Linked DNA regions of Mus musculus: region 2 is linked to region 1. The links are chromatin contacts, called in public Hi-C maps. All regions are on one chromosome and are shown on one strand. Each heading gives the region's core, a stretch centred on a gene start, on an enhancer-like site or on the middle of the called end of the contact. The rest is flanking DNA. Distances are from core to core; before and after follow the strand shown.

Region 1 (4,816 bases), core at 1,609-4,108:
AATAACTCTTAATACTAAGCATAAAATCAGATATTTTAAAAAATGATTTGTCTACATTATGCTTATCAGAAGGTTGCTTTAGCAACAGAAAAGGTAGAGCTGATGTTGTGTGTTAATGCATGGAATGACAAGGTAGTGGAGTTTGTTTCCACCGGGATGGCCAGTGGAGAGGTTCTCCTACTGAAAAGACGGTGAAATATTGTGCCTCAGTATTTTCTATTGCATGTAGGACAACTTTAAAAATGCAACTTGTTTTGTATTTTATTGGGCATGCATGCGTGTCCGTGTGTCTGCCTGCCTTTGTGTGTGTTCTTGTGGAGGCCAGAAAACAACTTGGGTAACATCCTGAAGGGTACAGCCACATCGTTTGAGATGGCATCTCTCACTGGTAGGTAGCTCACCAATTAGGCTGGGCCAGCCTGTCAGCAGACTTCAGGGAACCTCCCATTTCCTGTGCTACTGTGCCTGGCCTGCCTGCCTGTTTCCCATGGACTCTAGGGATCCAACCCAGGTGGTCATGTTCGAAAGGCAAGGACCAACTGAGCTGTTTGTCCCGTCCTTGATATTTCTTTCCTAGGCTGATGCTTGCGCGTGACAGCAGTGGTTTTTCCATTCGCTAACAGCACTGAATTAAAATGGCCAAAGCAAGTCAGAGCAGCGGGACCAGAGGAAGGAGAGAACCGGTCTCACCTTACTTTGGAGTGTTGACTTTGCTTCGACTCAGAGGCTCTTACCTTAAGCTTGGCCAGAAGCAGCTCATGATCGTGAAGGAGTTTTTTGGTTTCATCTTGACTGCTCCCAATTTCGAGGAGATTGGGCTGCGATTCAGCCAGTTGGAGTCGTACCCATTTGCCACACTAAAAACAAAATGTGAAGTGAACTTTTATTCTCTCTCCCCCTTCTCCTTTTCCCACCTTGTAATTTTAATTTCCAGTTACACTATGAACACTTTCTCCTTCCACGGGGATGGTCTGCCGTGTTGAAATGCAACAGGTCTGATGCAAACCTGTGCCGGGTCCTTCTTTTATCCCTAGAACACGTTTTCTCATGGAGAGCAGGTTTGAATTCTTTAAACTCCCAAATGACAAATGTGTGCTGTGTGTGCGTTAGATGGTGATCAGTTCTTCACCATCACCGGAAGAATTCACACAAAACATCTCTAGACAGAGAGGGACACTTCACAGAGGTAGAGCGGGGTGGAACTTCACTATGGACCAGACCTGGGCTTTCCCTGCCCATCAATACAAACTTTGCTCTCTGAAGAGGCTGAAGTGCCTTTTCTTTGGAGATGGCAGTGGGGAAGGGAGCTGGAGAGGGGACCGTGAGTGGTTTTTCTGAGAAACAGAATCCAGCTTAAAAGACTTTTCTATATTGTTGTTAAAGTTTGTATGTTCGTTGTACCTCTGACTATCTCATAGGTTGTTGTTTAAGTATTGTGACTCCGTCTACTCTATGAATGTTTTAAGTTTGAGAAAAAGTAATGTTTACTAAAAAACAAAAAAGTCCTAGATTTGCTTCTCTTCCATCCCTGCTGGAATCTACATGTTGCCCAAAGCGTCTTTAAATCGTGTGCAAGTGACCTGATTGCACTGGGGAAGCCATGGTCCTTGTCATTCCCACTCACACCTCTGCTGAGGACAGGATGGGGAGTGGAGCTGAAGTCCTATTTGTTGTGCAGAAGTCTCCCAGTACTGAGAACCCCCCACCCCCACCCCCACCCAGCTAAGGCCTTGAGCAGGACCCTGCATTCCATGCCTCTTCAGAGAATTGCTTTGCTCAATGTCAAGCTCGGCTTTTCTCCTACACAGCTTCATGCTACTATACAATTTTGCAGCATGTAAATCCAATAGGCCTTGTAGCCAGGTATTTGTTTGTTTGTCGTTTTGTTTTACCAGGTTTGCTTTCATTAAACCTGAATTATTTGGGTGGCATAGTGTCTAAAGAGCAAGCTTATAGTCCAGAGGATCTTTCATGATGATTTCAGTCAGAGGAAAAAAAAAAAATCATGGGAGCCTCGTACAACCCAAAATAATGTGTGGCCATCTTTGCACAATTAGACATAAAACAATTAGACATAAAACACACAGTTAAGGCCCGAGTCACTGCACTTTCCTTTTCTCAAGAGGGAGAGGCAGTTTAATAAGTAGTCTGTGGCAGTCTCCATCCCCCTACAGTGGGAGAAGTATTTAGCGTTGCCTTTACCAGTGAAAACCGGTTCTGGGAGGCTTCTGGTGCATCCAGTTCTCTCAAGCTCAGGACAGTGCCCCACTCTGACCTGCCTCCCCATTCTCCATCACAGCCACTCAGAAATCTCAGGCACTGTCCTGGCCACCCAACTCTCCTGGAATTCCTCAACCTTCATCACATGCGCCTCGCCTGTAAGGACCAAACTGAAAGTACACAGTAAAGTTTGTTGGAAGGCGCTCTAGAGGCGTTTTACCCTGAAAAGCAGCTGCCAACTTGTTGGAACTTAGCAGTCCTCTGTCACGGATTTAAGTGGCGAAGATCACTTGTTATTTGTCATCTGCTCTGCATTATCCTCCCGTGCTCTCAGCCATTCCGCCAAGAGCCCCCCAGCCACACAGAGGAAAGCAAGCTGTGAGTTTACCTTGACAACGGCGATCACGATCTTGGAGTCCCCAGCGTGCACGGCTACAGAGCTGACAGTGGTGGTGGAAGCACCCACATGGGGACTTTCTTTGCAGGACATGGCACTTTAGAAGCAGGGCTTAAACCCCGAGCAGCCTTGGTAGTGATGCTGTCTGCTGGTCATGTCAGAAGGCTTCCACGAGGCTACCGGGACTCTTTCAGGGAACGCGCCTCTGTTCACACTGATTGCCCGGCCAAAAGGAAAGAACAGGAAGTTAAAAATAGACAGCCCCATTGAGCTTATCGAGAGGGAGGGGGAAAGGGGAGAGAGAGTTACACTCGCGGGGGGGGGGGGGGGGGGAGGGAGGGAGATGGAGAGAGAGACACAGAGACAGAGCACCACCCCCCTAGTATGGTAACAGAAAGTGCCAGTTATTTGAACCATTATCTGAAACTCGAGGGACAGCTTTGAGCTCTTTGCCTATCAGCTGATGTCTGATAGCTAATGGAAAAAAAAAAAACAAAAAAAAACTACATCCTGACAACCCAAATTAGTTTTGCCATCGAAACTAAACAGTTGTAGCTATGGACTTTGCAACCAGAAAGTCACTGACCTGGATATCAGTCTTTTCAAGTCTTCTTCGTGCAAAGAAAACTACTAAAAATGACTCTCTCTCTCTCTCTCTCTCTCTCTCTCTCTCTCTCTGTCTCTCTCTGTCTCTCTTTCTGGTATTTATTTGAGGAGTTAAGTATTTTTAAAACAACTCACCCAGGATTTATCAAGAACTACACATCTTCCTGGGATTTCTCTGTGACTGTTTTCTGAACAGTATTTTCCAATTCAGCCAGCAAACAGCTGTGAGAAAGCTCAGCACTTCCATGCTTCTTGTTAACTCTAAGAAATGTGTTTTCTTTGTAGTGAACATTTTGTTTCTTTTTTGTTTGTTTTTGGCTCTGCTTTGTTTAGCCTCCTAGACTGTTCTGGCTCCCCCCGCCCCCCACCTCTCTTTCTTTGTAAATCCCCATTTCTACCTGGAGAAAAAAAAATTTTCAACTAGCTTCAAATCAGAGTGAGGCTCACAGATTAATCCTATTGCTAGAAGCTCTGCCTCTGTCAGAAGTTGTCTGTGGTATTAAGCAGCAGCTGTTGGAGCCCTGTCAAAGAACAGCTGAAAATAACACCACTGAAGTTTAGGTCAGAGGTCAGAGGCAAACACATCAGAGACACTAACTCCAAATCTGATGAAACCACTGGAGAGCCCTGGGATGAAAGATAAACCCGAGGACGGAGCCATAAACGGAGCCAAAGGAACCCACTCCCTGTGTAGCCCCCCTTAGCTCTGAGTAAAAGCACGTTAGACCCTGGGCCGACAAGGCGGGGGCTGCGTAAGCAGTGCCACTGATTTCTTATGCTAAGGCTTATGAAAACATTGTTGAGTTGAAATGTGGGCGAATGCGTGCACACGCACACGTACGTGGGTGTCAGCAATTGCTCTTCTTTCCCTGGCTGCTCTGCATACTGTACACCCTTGGACCGGCGCTTCTGCTTTTCAGCATCTGCCTGCCTCTCTGATGAGATGGGAAACACACCAAGATCCCTGCTCCTAGATTGAACAGACTTCACCTAACACCGCGACGGCAGCAGCCGGAGTGAGCTAGCTCTGGTCAGCAGGCGCCAAGATCCTGGACAGTGTAGAACCTGTTCTGAGTGGTTTCAGTTTGGGGCGGGGCGGAGGAGTTCTCGGAGAAATAACCACTTCTGGACATTAAAGATAGTTTCTTCCACTGAGCCAGTATGTAACCGGGCTGGGTAAACCAAAGCAATTCAACTACAACCAGCTTTCAGCCCTAATGAGAGAGATTCAGAATGCCCATGGCTTAAACTAAATGCACAGCAGGTATTGCTTAAGTCCTTATCCATCTTGCCAACCAGAACGGCAAACATCAACCTGCATACAAACAGCACATTTTCACCCTAAGCTAACCCCGGGCTGCACGGCTCACAAGTTGCATAAAGGCCCTCACGAGTAGAAAGGAATTTGGGGCAGCAAGCTGCAAAGAGCGCAGGCTAAATCAGCTGCTCCATTCACAAAGCTTCACTTAGGATGGAAGACTGTGTGCAAAGGTTTGGAGGACAGCGAGGGACTTCTGGAAATGGCGGTCAGTTAGACAGAAAGGAGGGAGAGATGGCGAAAAGGAGAGCACGGGGCTGGAAGGCTAGTTAAAC
Region 2 (4,789 bases), core at 714-3,213, 83 kb before region 1:
TGTACATGTATGTGTGTGATGTTGGTGGTGGTGTGGTGTTTGTGTATGTGATGGTAGTGGTGGTGTGGTGTGTGTGTGTGTGTGTGTGTGTGTGTGTGTGTGTGATGGTGGTAAGGTGGTGGTCATAGTTGTCATGGTGATGTGTGAAGGGTGTGGGGTGCAGTGATGTGTGGGTGTGGTGATGGTGGTGTGTTGGGAGTGAGGGGTAGGGGTAGTAATGCTGGTGGTGTACAGGCACACATGTGAAGATGGATGTGTAGAGGTCAGAGAATGTTGTCAGACTTCCCACTCTGTCCCTCTCTGCCCCATTCCCCAAGAAAAGGTCTCTCAAGGTACTCAGAGCCAAACAGTCAGCCACCAAGCTCCCATTATCCTGCTATCTCTGCCTTCCATAATGCTGAAGCTCCAGGCATGCACAGGACTATGCACGGCTTCTTAGGAAAACCCTGGGATCTGGACTCCTTGCATTGGTGCAGCAGGTGCTCTTACCCTTCAGTCCTCACAGAGGACATTTTAAAGCCGCTATCTCACTCTTTAGTAAGCTGGCATTCACACATCCCAGTGGCTCATTTGCTCACCGCCCCAGCATGTTCTGTTTAGTGGCATTTGACATAACATGAATAATTTCAGCCAATGAGTTTGTTTACTGAGATTCTAATTCACATCTCTGTGGGGAAAGAGCTCTCAGGCAGAGGCTTCTTTGTCCCTCACAGCACTAACAGGCACGCTTGCCTGTGTGCTCTCTTGCCCCTCTGTCTTGTATGCCAAGAATAAAGGACCTGACCTCTCTAGCATGTCACCTTTCTCAGTGTAGGCTCTGCAGCTAGCAGCCTTCCCAATCAGAGGTTATATCACCCACTGAGACAAAAAGCAGGCTTGCTTACTGCTTGCTATAGACCAGCAGATTCCCTGAGTGGAGAGTTCCTCTCCTCACCCCTTCCTCTGTGGACATCAGCCATATTGGAACTGGACACACAGAGCTCATTTGCATGGTGTCACCCAGCTAGTTTGTTGCTGCTGGGTCATCAGTCAATGCTGACCCGTAACCTATGCATCTGCTGCCAGCCTCCCTGGAAGGACAGCCTCAGAGCCTGAAAGTCGGAGAAACCAAGTCCTCAGTGCTTGGGAGCATGGCCTCACCTACAAACAGAAGTCCACACAGCAAGGAAGCCCAGCATCCTCCAGACATGTCACAGGCAATTTTCAAAGGGAAAAACATAGCACTTCTGAGATAAACAACTGATGATGTAAATTAAGCACTACCCTTCTTGCTAGTACATACAGAAAGTCTAGCCTAGAAAATTATTTTAAAGACTTTTGATAATATAATTTTTTAAAACCAGCCCTCAAGAGATTTATTGATGAGTTTCCTGCATATATATATATATATATATATATATATAGGCAAGGAGAATCTAAAATATGAATCAGGAGGAAAAATATCACTTAAAAGTCATAAGAGGAGTTTAGTTCTTAGCTTACAGAGACTTACACTTTACAGTTTCATTACTTCTTTTCCCTTAATAGCATAGAACATTCATGTGGATGCATAATTAACCATGCATTCTACAAACACTGCCATTAGCCACACCCCAGTTCCCAGATCCATCACCCTTCACACTGAGTTACTAGTTTTTAGTTTGGATATTATTTCCTTACATAAGAAAGACCTTTAAGCCTTTCTGAGTTCCTTCTGACCACAAACTAGAGGACTGGTCAATGTCAGTCGACTTTATCAGTTGAACAAATGATGAGATGACACAGGGAACATAGAAATATACTCTTTCAGGTTGTGAGCATTTTGTTTTCCAGACCAGACTGGCATTTTGTATGAGATTCGGAAAGTATCTGCTCTTGACTTGTCCTCCCCTTTCTCCTTCTTGGCTTCCTCCTCCTCTCCTCCATCAACCCAGCTGCTCAAACTTTTACAAGTTCCCACGGGGCCTGAGAATAAAGTCAGATGATAAACAGCCATGATAAGGTACCAAATAATGACTGTAGAGAAGCCAAGACAATGAGAGAACAAGAGAGTGAGAAAAGGAGGGGAAACATCTGTGTTTGCAAGGCTGGGAGCTATGAAGCTTCTATTAGAAGCATTGTTTTATTCAAACATACTCTGTTCTGCTTTCCCTTAGCGGCCAGTAAGAGTTGACCTGAAACAGCTAACTCATTCTGTAGATTAAAGGTGTGGTGGAGATTTTAAAACCTCTTACCTAAAAATTGGGCTGCTAAAGAGAAAAATAACGAGTAATTAACATGTACTTAGTTCAATATCTCCAGCTCTGCGCTGTATCTGTTTCTTGCGTGAAAACAGTAAAATCCCCCAAAAGTTCAATTAGCCAAGGAGTCCTTCTTTAAGAGGTCTACTGTAACTCCATCCTCTCTGTCTTAGAATTTTACTACCCAGATTCTCCAAGGATTCCAGAGCAATAATGTAAGCCTCCAGGAGCTTCCCCCCCCCCATCCTCTGCTTTTTATCCTGTCTACCTTTAAATTGCTAATATGTCACTGGTCAAGCAATTTCAATGCAGCATCTGGAGGTCTATGTGACAGTGTCAAAGGTCCAAAGCCCTTCAAATAACATCACCAGCCACACACACTGAACACCACCTGTGCACATAAACAACAGCGACGTATTGCTCATGACTCTGAAGGCTGGAAAGCTGAAATCAGGAAGAAAGGGGGTTCTACTGTGATGAAGGCCATGTCCTTGGCTGCAGACTAACCTCTGGTGCTCTCATGTAGTGGGCAGAAGGCGAGGTAGAAATCCTATCACAAAGACTCCACTCTCTGACCTAAGAACTTCTGACTGACAAATCACAAACATCACCACCCCAGGAGCACCCGCTCCAACAGTGAAGGCAGGTAGCCAGTCAAGGAGACCCACTGATGGTCCGTGTCAGGACTCCCTCTTGCCTTACTTAAAAATGTAAGACCAAGGCAAAATGTCTGATGTGAAGCAAGTTCTGACCTTAGGGCTGGCTTCATATGAAAATTATGTTCAAAGACATAATATGCATGTATTTCTACCTAATAAATGAAAGAAAAGTGTTTTAACGTGGATCAGGGATGTACCTCAGTTGGTAGAGTGCTGGGTGAACATGCACAAATTTCCAGTGTTATAGAAACAAGGTGTGGTAATGCATGCCTGCAGTTCCAGCACTCGGAAGGTGGACCCAGAAAGGTCAGATCATTGGGAGTTGGAGGCTAGCCTGAACTACTCTTTAAAACAAACAACAAAAGGGCATATTGGCAACATTGCTAAGGTTTCTTTTTAACTGGATATATTTTATGATATTCCCTCATGTCTGTGAGAAACATTTTAAAGTAGAGAAGAGTGTTGATCACAAACAGACAATCGTAGCTCTAAAATGAAACCTTTTAAAAGTCATTTTGTTGTTATTGCTTATGTCTTATATATATATGACAGGTCTCACTGTAAAACTGCCATGGAATAAGCAGACCAGCTGGACCTCAAACCCACAGCTTCCTGAGTCCTAGGGTTCAAGACACCTGGCTTTGGAGTTATTTTAAAATTTTACTTGTTATATATCAAAACACAATCTCTTAGTTTTGAAGTGCTTCCCTCAGTTTGTTAGCTTTTCCAGAAAGTTAGCCGTTGATGACATGCCATGGCCAGCTAACATAATAGGTCTCTTATTGGTTAGACTGAGTCCCTACAATTGTCAACTTGGCCTTACACTGACCTTGTTAGCACTGGTAAAAAAGTCATTTGCCATCGATAACCAGGCTTTCCTTTCCACCATGAGTCTTCCAAATTCTTCTTGAAGCCGATTCAGTTTCTGGTTAGAGAGCTGTAGATGTTCCTTTCCTGCCAAGTCCTTGGACAATAGAATCCCCAAAGCCTGGCTTTTCAGCTTCTCTACGGCCGAATCCCATTCCTACAAGAGAACATTCTCTTTAGTGACTGCACACAGACTCTGACATGAGTTGAATGTTTGTGCCTCTGTCCCCCAAATCCAAATGTTGACATAGCATCCCCAAATATGATGGTTTCAGGAGGTGGAGCTTTGGGAAGTCATTAGGTCAAAGGGTAGAAACTGTGTTCTAAAGATAGTATTTCTATAGCACTTTCTGCTATCTGAGAACACAAGGGGAAGTTAGTCTGCAACCCAGGAGAGAGCCCTCATCACAATGGAACCCTTGTCCCTTCCCAATCTCAGTCTTCAAACCTCCAGAATCTTCCAGAATCATGAGGGATGCATTAGTACTGTTTGTAAGTTTTCTTGTCTATGTTACTTCAAGTTATAGCAACTAAAACTAAGACACCTGCTTTTAAATCCCCTGATAAGATTTGGGGGGACATTCTTAGAATTGGGAACAAAACACCCATGGAAAGAGTTACAGAGACAAAGTTTGGAGCTGTGATGAAAGGATGGACCATCTAGAGACTGCCATATCCGGGGATCCATCGCATAATCAGCTTCCAAACGCTGACACCATTGCACACACTAGCAAGATTTTGTTTGCTGAAAGGACCCAGATATAGCTCTCTCTTGTGAGACTATGCCGGGGCCTAGCAAACACATAAGTGGATGCTCACAGTCGTCTATAGGATGGAACACAGGGCCCCCAATGGAGGAGCTAGAGAAAGTACCCTAGGAGCTAAAGGGATCTGCAACCCTATAGGTGGAACAACATTATGAACTAACCAGTACCCCAGAGCTCTTGACTCTAGCTGCATATGTATCAAAAGATGGCCTAGTCGGCCATCACTGGAAAGAGAGGCCCATTGGACATGCAAACTTTATATGCCCCAGTACAGGGG

The links. Hi-C and Micro-C count contacts between places; a contact is called where the count stands out from the background.
Region 2: a contact with region 1 is called in a Hi-C map of uterus, with 1.9 times the contacts expected there. The contact joins the enhancer-like site here to the promoter of Ccdc141 in region 1. A contact is called at or near these places in 9 of 39 promoter capture datasets (the 3T3-L1 cell line, 3T3-L1-derived adipocytes, cranial neural crest and 4 more), 9 of 484 Hi-C or Micro-C datasets (the 4T1 cell line, the G1E-ER4 cell line, the HL-1 cell line and 4 more), 5 of 115 datasets of contacts at active chromatin or transcription factors (the SCID.adh cell line, cardiomyocytes, a colorectal cancer cell line and 2 more) and 2 of 9 other capture datasets (embryonic stem cells and pancreatic islet).

Annotation. Positions count from the first base shown.
Region 1 is chr2:77,167,777-77,172,592 of GRCm38.p6, forward strand. It overlaps Ccdc141 (coiled-coil domain containing 141), which reads right to left and starts at 2,859. Exons shown (of 24, transcript NM_001025576.3): 1 at 2,609-2,859; 2 at 735-857. The coding sequence starts at 2,710.
Region 2 is chr2:77,085,363-77,090,151 of GRCm38.p6, forward strand. Ccdc141 (coiled-coil domain containing 141) reads right to left here. Exons shown (of 24, transcript NM_001025576.3): 7 at 3,708-3,902. Among named protein-coding and RNA genes, the nearest start is that of Gm39862, 17 kb to the left of the region's middle. Within about 2 kb of position 1,964, at least 4 of the 459 cell types and tissues checked have an H3K27ac peak or open chromatin away from gene starts, as enhancers often do. A contact at or near this core is called in the SCID.adh cell line and uterus, where this site is marked.